Regions from separate parts of the Sus scrofa genome. Here all the other regions are linked to region 3. A link is a contact called in public Hi-C and promoter capture Hi-C data. All regions are on one chromosome and are shown on one strand. The core of a region is the stretch at or near the end of the contact, and the rest is flanking DNA. Distances in the headings are between cores, read along the strand shown.

Region 1 (3,226 bases), core at 237-2,736, 740 kb after region 3:
CAATCCCTGGCCTTGCTCGGTGGGTTAGTGGTCCAGCATTGCCATGAGCTGTGGTGTAGGTCGCAGATGCTGCTTGGATATGGCGTTGCTGTGGCTCTGGCATGGGCTGGGAGCCATAGCTCTGATTCAACTCTTTGCTGGGAACCTCCATATGCCATGGGTGCAGCCCTAAAGAGACAGGAAAAAAAAAAAAAAAGAAGAAGAAGAAAATAATGCCATTTGCAGCAACATGAATGGAACTATAGACTCTCATAATGAGTGAAGTCAGAAAGAGAAAGACAAATACCGTATGATATCACTTATATCTGGAATCTAATATATGGCACAAATAAAACTACCTACAGAAAAGATGATGGCCAAGGGGGAGGGGGAGGGAGTGGGATGGACTGGGAGTTTGGGGTTAGTAGATGCAAACTATTTGCATTTGGAGTGGATAAGCAATGAGATCCTGCTGTATAGCACAGGGAACTATATCTAGTCACTTGTGATGGAACATGACAGAGGATAATGTGAGAAAAAAAAATATATATATACGACTGGGTCACTTCGTTGTGCAGCAGAAATTGACAGAACATTGTAAATCAACTATAATAGAAAAAACAAAAATCTTAAAATTAAAAAAAATTGTTGGCAGATGACAAGGGCATTGGTTAACTCCCAGGGTTTTGTCTGACAAATGTGTCAGCTGCAATATGTGGGCAGAGCCAGTAGGATGCTAGGGAGGGGCTGGGAAGTGGCTTTGGAATTTGGAGAATTATGGAATGGATTTAGGAATGCTGCTGGGTCTTGCTCCTCTAGCCCTTGTTCTTCAGCTTCACCAACTGTTCAGCAGGACAGAATCATATTGACTCCAACCAGCAAGGGAACTAGTTGTTTAGTGTCGAATAGAAATGCTGGTAACTTGGTGAGCAATATGTCCAGATCAAGGATGTGGCCTCTTAGGCTGGGTGTGCCACGGTGAAAGGAAGTTTGGAAGAGCGAGCCTGTTTTCTTTGGCTGTTGCAGCTCAGCTAAGGATGTGGTCCCGCAGGTTAGGCTATAGGAGTGAAGGACATAAATCTCCTGGAAAGATCCCAAAACCAAGGTGACCAGTGTGGGTGGACGATCCATTCGCCGGGTGACAGAACTGCTGAAGAAAGCCCGAAGGAGGATCTGTGTGGGAGGTGGAAAAAGCGTGGGCTGAGCTTGCAGCAACTGAAAGGCGCCACACGTGTGAGATGAACCCGCCGAGCTCGGTGGGGGCGGACCGGAAGCACCGCCTCACTACCACACGCCAGGTTTTCTCTTTAGCAGCTTCAAACCCAGGGCCCTTTCCATCCGTAAGGATGGATGGGATGGGTGTCTCATCAACACAGCGATGGTTTGGATACCTACCCTTTCTCTTCTGGGTGCTAACCCCTAGGAAGTATGATCACCTCTGCCACAGCTCCCCCTATTTTCCTAACCCCGCCCTTGTTGGGCGGGTTTTCTTAGCCCCGCCCACCGAGAACCGCCCCGTAGCCGCCCCGGGGCGGGGCTTCTCCCGACTCCCGGCTGCCCTTTCCCCTGCGGCCTCCGCCGGGGCCGGAGTGTCCCTGCCGAGCTCCCGACACCAAGGGTGAGTAAGGGCAAAGTAGGGACAGCTCACCTTGGAGGTTTACTAGCCAAAGGCGAAAGGCTGCGGTGGAGGGGCTTCTTCCGAGGCACGCGACCAAACCGGGGTTCGTTCCCTCGTGACCCAAGATTTGGAGGGTATCTTCAAGAGACGCTGGGGGATCGTAGTCGCCCCCTCTTTCCTACCATCCTTGTGGTCTCTGGAGAGTCCGCTAGAGCCGGTCTCGGACTCCCGTAGAGCCAGTCTCGATGCTCCTGAAGCACCAGGGCCGGGGGACTTGGGAAGGTTTGTGAGGAACACGTGCTCGGGTGGAGCTCGGTCAGACCCTTCAACCCGAGCCCGGAAAGGGGGCAGGCTATTTTTAGATTTGTTTTTCGATTTGGACGAGGAGCTTCCTCTCTTTTTCGTTTTCTCTAAATTGTTTGCAGCTGGTTAGGAGTGAAATTCGAGGATGGCTGGGAATATAGTCTTAGATAACCTCACCTTACATAAATAAGGTAAATTATAAGGATGAGGGGGTAGGAATGTTTATTAAAAATTTTGCAAACATTTTGGTCAATGTTTTAAACCGGTCCTTTGGATCGTTGGCAGGAATGGCAACCTAACTGCCTCCAGTTCCTTTCACATCCATTACTGCATCCAATTATTTTTTAAAAGGTTGCTTTTATGGTTCATGTAATTGAGGCCCTTGTCGATCTAGTTTTAACCAGCCTTTCCAATTTTTCACTGCCCATGGCTTTCCCAGGATTAACTTGCCCTTCTCCTTACCAGTATTTATCATCTCCTGGCCTGGGATGGAGCTGCCGGTAAAAGCAAATGTTACTGACTGCCCAGAGTCTATAGGAGATGCTTTCCTATAGGCTTAGTTTATATTCCATTTAAATCTCCCAACCACCCTATATACTATTATCAACACCCCCATTCGATCAGTAAGGAGACTGAAGTCCAGAGAGTTTTTTGCCCACTGTCACATGGCTGCTAAGCAACAAAGCCAAGCTTCCTGATACTTATTAACTTGCTGCTGTGGAACTACTGTGAGATACAAATGAAAATGACCTATGAAATAGGTCTGATCCAGAGAACTATTTATTTTGTTGTCTGATTGTTCTGGGGCTCAGGCCTCACTAAGTTAAGGGGTTTTGAGGGTAGGAGTCTTGAACGCCACACAAGAGTTCACGAACTTGGCTGACTCTAACCTGGAGTGCTTTGATTGCAGAGGGCCCAGCTGTGGACTTTGGGCAGATGCAGCCCCAGGTGAGTGCAACCCCATTAACCTACCTTTGGCCCCAGCTGTAGGCAGCTGCCTAGGTTACCGTGTATCTAGGCAAGTGTTACACTGCTGGGAGAACAGCAGCCCATAGCTGGTTGGCATTCTGGGCCTGGTTTATGCCAACTCTGTTGTTAACTGTACCAGGATGCCAGCATAATTACTCATCCATTAAGGTTAAATCTGCAAGAGCATGGCTTTGCAAGGAGAAATGTAACTTGGAGAATAGTTCTGGTCTGACAGGTTTGCCTAGTTCCTTGAATCACACCTTGAAAAGACAACAAAGGTAATCAAACCGCGGAGGGATATTCAGTAGAGAGGAAAAGTTGGGCCTTTTATTTTTTGAGTCTTTATCAAGTGCTCAG
Region 2 (2,939 bases), core at 349-2,848, 850 kb after region 3:
AGGCAGCCCATGGCCAGCCCTTCCAGTGTGGTGTGGGCCATGATGAAGTACAGAGGGCCGTGGTAGCCACAGGAGGGCCCAGACCCGGCCTGGGGAAGGGTCAGAACTGTTTCGAGGGAAAGAGATGTCCACCTGGTATCTGACTGCTAAATATGGGTGGGCCAGAAGAAAAGAAGGGAAGAGAAAAGTGTTCCAGAGAGTGAGGACACATATGCAAAGGCCAGCTGCCAACCAAAAGACCTGGGTACCCAAGTACCCAGCTAATTCAGTGCCCAGAACTGCATACAACTGTCAGAGCAAGAAACAGGTGTGAAGTCAGTTTTATTCTGACTCTGCCTTCTTATCACGAGAAAAAACAAAAATAGAAAAACCATGGACTTTAGCTGGCCAGGACTTTACCATGCCTGTCCAGGTAATCTGTGGCTCCAAAGCTTTGCACCCAAGAACTGGGGTTTGATTGATAAGGCAAAAGCAAAGGTACATAATGGGGTTGGAAGCCTGTAAGTCAACATGTGAAGAGCCAGTTCTGTGCTTACTGCACTCAGCACGGGGAGGGGATTCCCTAATAGGAAGGATGTATAGGTTCTTTGCACATAAGGGCCTTGAGACGTCATTGAAGTCCCCTCCAATTAGAAATGGGGAAACTGGGAGCTCCCCTCGTGACTCAGTGGTTAAGGAACCCAACTAGGATCCATGAGGACACGGTTTTGATCCCTGGCCTTGATCAGTGGGTTAAGGATCTGGCGCTGCTGTGAGCTGTGGTGTAGGTTGCAGACACAGCTCAGATCTGGGGTTGCTGTGGCTGTGGTGTAGGCCGGCAGCTGTAGCTCCGATTCGACCCCTAGCCTGGGAACCTTCATATGCTGCAGGTGTGGCCCTAAGAAAAAATTTTAAAATTAAAAAAAATAAAGAAATGGAGAAACCGAAGCTCAGCGAATAGACAGGCATATCTACCAGGCCCTGTACAACCAGGCAATGAGAATAGAGAACTTTTTTTGGGGGGGGGCTTTTTATGAGCATACGGAAGTTCCCAGCCAAGGGGTCGAATGAGAGCTGCAGCTGTCAGCCTACAACACAACCACAGCAACACGGGATCCAGCCAGCCCTCTGCGATCTACACAACAGCTCACGGCAAGCCAGATCCGAAACCCACTGAGCGAGGCCAGGGATCTAACCGCGTCCTCATGGATACTAGTCAGGTTGTTAACCACCGGGTCATGAGGGGAACTCCCTAGAACTTGGTTAGGTCTAAAATTCCCTGGTAAATATTCATGAGACACTACCCCTTTCTGGCTCCACCCCTACCAGCCAGAACACAACTGGGCCCCGCCTCCTTCTGATGACGCCACTAGCAGGTGCTCTAGGCACGCCCCTGGCGTCAGAACAGGGTCTGGCCCCGTCCCCACCATTTAGGCGTCCAGTCTGGCCTCTCCCCCAGCTCTCCTGGCTGCGTACCACGTTTCTCAGCTGGTGGATCAGTTCCTCCTGAGACTCAATCACGTCCCGCAGTTGATCGAAGGCGAGACACACCGATCCTGACCCCCCCTGCGACCACCCGAGGGGCGTCGCCATCTTTAGCCCCCGCCAGCTCGTTGGAAATGGCTGCCGCGGGCAGCCTCACGTCCGTCGCCCACCAATGAGAATGCGACGCCACAGAGCACCTTGGCAACCGGGGGCGGGGACTTCCTTTGTTAGCAGCGGTAGGGCTCGCCTCTTAAAGGAGCCGTTCACTAAGAGGCGGCACATGGGGCAGAGAACTAACACCATTCGTAATCGAAGTTTATAGAGGATTTGAACATGTATTATACGGTGTTTCTCACACAGGCCTGAGGAGCAGGCAGGCCCGACCTATACTTACTGTAAGGGCTGAGGAGCAGATACCAGCCCCTTGGCCTTTCCCCTGGGCCCATTAAACTGCAAGTCCGCGAAGCAAGAGTCAGCTAAGGCAACCGCTGCATCTTTAGCTTCATACGTCTCATCATCCCACTCTAATCGCTAATTCCCCTTATTGTAGGAGCCTCCGGCTTCCTGTGATCCCTCTTCCTCCTGGGAATACACTTAGCACTTAGTGGACCTGAGTCCAGGCAAAGAAGTGGAGCTCAAGAATGGAAAAGGAGAGTGGCTTTACCTAGAATAAGGCTCCTTGGAGTTCCCTGGTGGCTCTGCAGGTTAAGAACCCACTGTTGTCACTGTTGTGGCATGGGTTCCATCCCTGGCCCTGGGGACTTCTGCGTGCTGCTGGCAAGGCCGAAAATAATACATATATACATACATACATATATACATAAATACATTTTAAAAAGAAAAAAAAAGATTCCTCATACTCCAGTACTAGGCTCCGGGCAGCCACACTGGGGCCATGTGTGGCCATGTCAAGGCACTGGGGAGGGCCCTGGAGAGCCTGAAGAGATGAGAACTGAAGTGGGCGAGCAGGAGACTTGTCAAATGGAAGCAGGGAAGGATAAGATGATCACACATCTCCGCCAATGCCTACTGAGGGCTTTTTTTGAAAGACAAATAAGATTATGCTTGGGGTAAACCAGAGCTAATATTTATTAAGTATTGACTCTTCGTGACATCATTATGCCCTTTTTCTTTTTCTTTTCTTTTCGGCTTTTTAGGGCCACACCTGTGGCATATGGAGGTTCCCAGGATAGGGGTCGAATTGGAGCTACCACTGCCAGCCTACACCACAGCTACAGCAACAGATCTGAACCACGTCTGTGACCTACACCACAGCTCATGGCAACGCCGGATCCTTAACCCACGGAGTGAGGCCAGGGATCAAACCCATGTCCTCATGGATACTAGTCTGGTTTGTTACCACTGAGCCACGAGGGGAACTCCCATTATGCCTTATTACTAGTATTTCATGTGATTTTCATAATAACCTTGTAAAGTAGTTTCTAATGTCTCCATTTTACAGATGAGAAAATGCA
Region 3 (3,190 bases), core at 583-3,082:
CCTCGGACAACGTCCCTGCTGAGTTCTGGCCCTCGTGAGCAGAGGAAGATTGTGATTCAGTTAGTCTAGGGGAAAACCTTTCTTTTTCAGAGCTCCACATGATTCTGCTACACAGTCAAGGTTAAAAAATTCTGCTCTTGGAAATGACGTCCGACTACAGCAAAAGGATTCAGATTAGCTCTTCAGGACAATGTCTCCTGTGTTAGAATTGGCATGTTTCTCCTTCTCTGTACCACTTTTCAGAAAAGGGTCACTAGGCTTTGCTTGGAGGATGAAGATGGATGGGTGAACTGTGGGCGGCCCTGTGGGTCAAAAGCCCCTGAAAATAATAATAGCCACTGTTGACTGAATGCCAAGTACAAGAGTCAAGCACTGTGATTTCAGACTTCACAGATGGCAGTCCCTGTGAAGTTTCAGTCTTCACAATAATCCTTCCATGTGGGTATCATTAGCATTAGCTCTATTTTACAATTGAAGAGAGAGTCAAAAAGCTTGGCCAAGGTAACCCACCAGGGAGTAGCAAAATGGGCATTTAGACACGACACCTGACTCTGACCCGCCCGGCCTTGCTGCCCAGCAGGAGGCCTCAGAGAGATTCATCACTCCTGCCCCTGCCCCTAATGGACCACTCCTTAAGCGGTGGGAGTGTCCCCCACCCCTGCTCTTCGACCCCTACCTCCGGAAGCTGTTTCGGTTCAAGGAGACCCTAGCTCACTCTCTTCTCTCCCAGTGTCGTCAGCACCTTCCTTCCACACACAGACTCTCTGCTTTCTTTTTAAATTCAGAAAAACACCACCTCCCCTGGATTCAGAGCTAGAGCAGGAGCCTACCGGAATCCCTGTTCTGTGTGGGGTGTGCGCTTGACGGTGGGGAGTCGGGTGAGGACGGAATGGGGAGGGCTTCTCCGTTGGTGTTTGCATGGTCCCGGGAGACCTCCGGGAACCATTCCAGCCTCCTCCCGTCCACCCCCACCTTGGCCTGGCTCGGAAAGGGGAGTGTTATCCCGCCTTGGAGGTGGCGGCTCCCCGGGGACTGCAGGGGGAGCCCGGGCTTCGGCGCCTGCTCAGTTCGCGTTCACTGCGTCTAAGGCTCCCCCGGCCTGGCGCGGCGCCCAGCACAGGAGCCGGGAGGGGGAGCAAAAAGGCGGCGGAAGAGCCCACACGGTCAGGGGCCGGGGGAACCGAGCCGGAGAGGGGACCTCCAGAGGGCAGCACCAAGCCGCTAAGGAAGTCCTCTCTTCGGGCTAGTTTGGGGTCCCCAGAGAGCCCATAGAAAAGCCTCCTTTTCAGATTCCCACACCGCCCGCCCCTCCTCCACCTGTTCCGGATAAAGGTGGGAAAGTCTCCCATTATCACAAGGACCACTAGCTCCTGGTGTGAACAGGACTCAGGTCTCTCCAGGGGTAACCAGTTTCCTTCGTCCAGCCACCCAAACGTGGGCTTTTCCCCAGCAGGGACGAGAAACAGTCTTTCGGTTCTGATGGCGCAGAGGGATCCCCAGGCCCCAACAGCCCCAGCCCATTGGCAGATGGAGGAGAAGCAGGTGGCCGCCGCACCGCACCTTACTGCCCAGGAACCCAGGAACCATCTGCTGTTATTTCCTAGCCTCAACTTCCCCAGCGACACCTGGAAAGGCGCCGTGCCATTGGCCGAGGCTGGGGGTCAGGGCCCCGCCTTTCCTGGGCGGCCTCTGCCCCGGCCAGCACAGCCGCTCCTCCCCTTCTCTCCCGCCCGGCTCCCACGGTCCCAGAGGTGGGCGGGTGAGCCCTGGATGACGGCACGAGAACCCCAGTCCGACTCGCCTTCGCCCCCGCCCCGGGCCCGGGCTTTCCCAGCCCAGTCCTCGCCGAGGAGCCGCGGTGCGCCTAGCGCTCCGCTCCCCGAACCCCCCCAGCCTGGGTGTCCCCGGCTCTTGCGCGAGTTGGGCTCCCGGCTTGGAACCAGGGAGGAGGGAGGGCGCCAGGGAACAGCAAGCAGCGACCCGGAAACGCCATATAAGGAGCAGGAAGGATCCCCCGCCGGAACCACCCTTATTTGGGCAGCGCCTTATTTGGAGCGCCCCGATATGGCCTGGCTGCTTCCGGCTCCGGGAGGAGGGAAGAAGGCGGAGGGAAGGGGCGGGGGCAAGGCCGGGGAGTTTCGGAGCAGCTTGAGTCCGGGAGTTCTCAGCTGCGGCTTGGGTGCTAAGCTTCCTCGAAGCCGTGGCACCTCGGGTGCGGGAGCCGGCATGAGGCCCGAGGTGCGGGATGGCGGTGCCCACGGCTCTCGGAGAGGGGCCTTCGCGTCACTCCGGGTCCTCCCGGCCGGTCTTGCCATATTAGGGCTTCCTGCTTCCCATATATGGCCATGTACGTCACGACGGAGGCGGGTCCGTGCCGTTCCAGACCCTTCAAATAGAGGCGGATCCGGGGAGTCGCGAGAGATCCCAGCGCGCAGAACTTGGGGAGCCGCCGCCGCCGCCGCCGACAGCTGCCGCCGCCGCCGCCGCCGACAGCTGCCGCCACCGCCGAAAGACCGGCCCCTACCCCAGCCTCGGTAGCAGCGCCGCGGCTACACCGGCCGGCGGCGAGGGCGAGCCTGCAGACCCCACCTGCGCTTTCCACAGTGTGCACCGCGCCCCGCATGTGACCTGGCCAGGCCCCCGAGAGGTGTCCCCCGCAGCTCCAGCCCCAGGCTGCGCCCACCCGCCCCAACACCAGCTCTCCAGCCCGCCGGTTCGGGATGGCGGCAGCCAAGGCCGAGATGCAGCTGATGTCCCCACTGCAGATCTCCGACCCCTTCGGCTCCTTTCCACATTCGCCCACCATGGACAACTACCCTAAGCTGGAGGAGATGATGCTGCTGAGCAATGGGGCTCCCCAGTTCCTCGGTGCCGCCGGAGCCCCCGAGGGCAGCGGCGGTAACAGCAACAGCAGCAGCAGCAGCGGGGGCGGTGGAGGTGGAGGGGGCAGCAGCAACAGCAGCAGCAGCAGCGCCTTCAACCCTCAGGGGGAGGCGGGCGAGCAGCCCTACGAGCACCTGACCGCAGGTAAGCTGTGGCCTATGCCGAGGGCTAGCCCCCTGCCCCACCATCCTGGCATCTGGTCCTGCCCCACGGCTTTTGTAGCGCGCCCTTCACCGCAGCAGTGCTCCCGTGTCTCAGGGATGCAAGTGGGGTTTCCCTTCCTTTCCTCGCATCCCCAGGGTTCTAT

The links. Promoter capture Hi-C pulls out the DNA fragments that hold promoters and counts their contacts. Hi-C and Micro-C count contacts between places; a contact is called where the count stands out from the background.
Region 1: a contact with region 3 is called in a promoter capture Hi-C map of liver, with 7 times the contacts expected there. The contact joins the promoter of MATR3 here to the promoter of EGR1 in region 3. A contact is called at or near these places in 1 of 5 promoter capture datasets (liver) and 1 of 47 Hi-C or Micro-C datasets (liver).
Region 2: a contact with region 3 is called in a Hi-C map of heart right ventricle, with 2.5 times the contacts expected there. The contact joins the promoter of SPATA24 here to the promoter of EGR1 in region 3. A contact is called at or near these places in 1 of 5 promoter capture datasets (fetal skeletal muscle) and 1 of 47 Hi-C or Micro-C datasets (heart right ventricle).

What each region holds. Positions count from the first base shown.
Region 1 is chr2:141,178,029-141,181,254 of Sscrofa11.1, forward strand. MATR3 (matrin-3) reads left to right here and starts at 1,487. Exons shown (of 17, transcript XM_021084863.1): 1 at 1,487-1,597; 2 at 2,811-2,848.
Region 2 is chr2:141,291,596-141,294,534 of Sscrofa11.1, forward strand. SPATA24 (spermatogenesis associated 24) reads right to left here and starts at 1,599. Exons shown (of 6, transcript NM_001177922.1): 1 at 1,456-1,599. The coding sequence starts at 1,572.
Region 3 is chr2:140,438,997-140,442,186 of Sscrofa11.1, forward strand. It overlaps EGR1 (early growth response protein 1), which reads left to right and starts at 1,833. Exons shown (of 2, transcript XM_003123974.6): 1 at 1,833-3,027. The coding sequence starts at 2,721.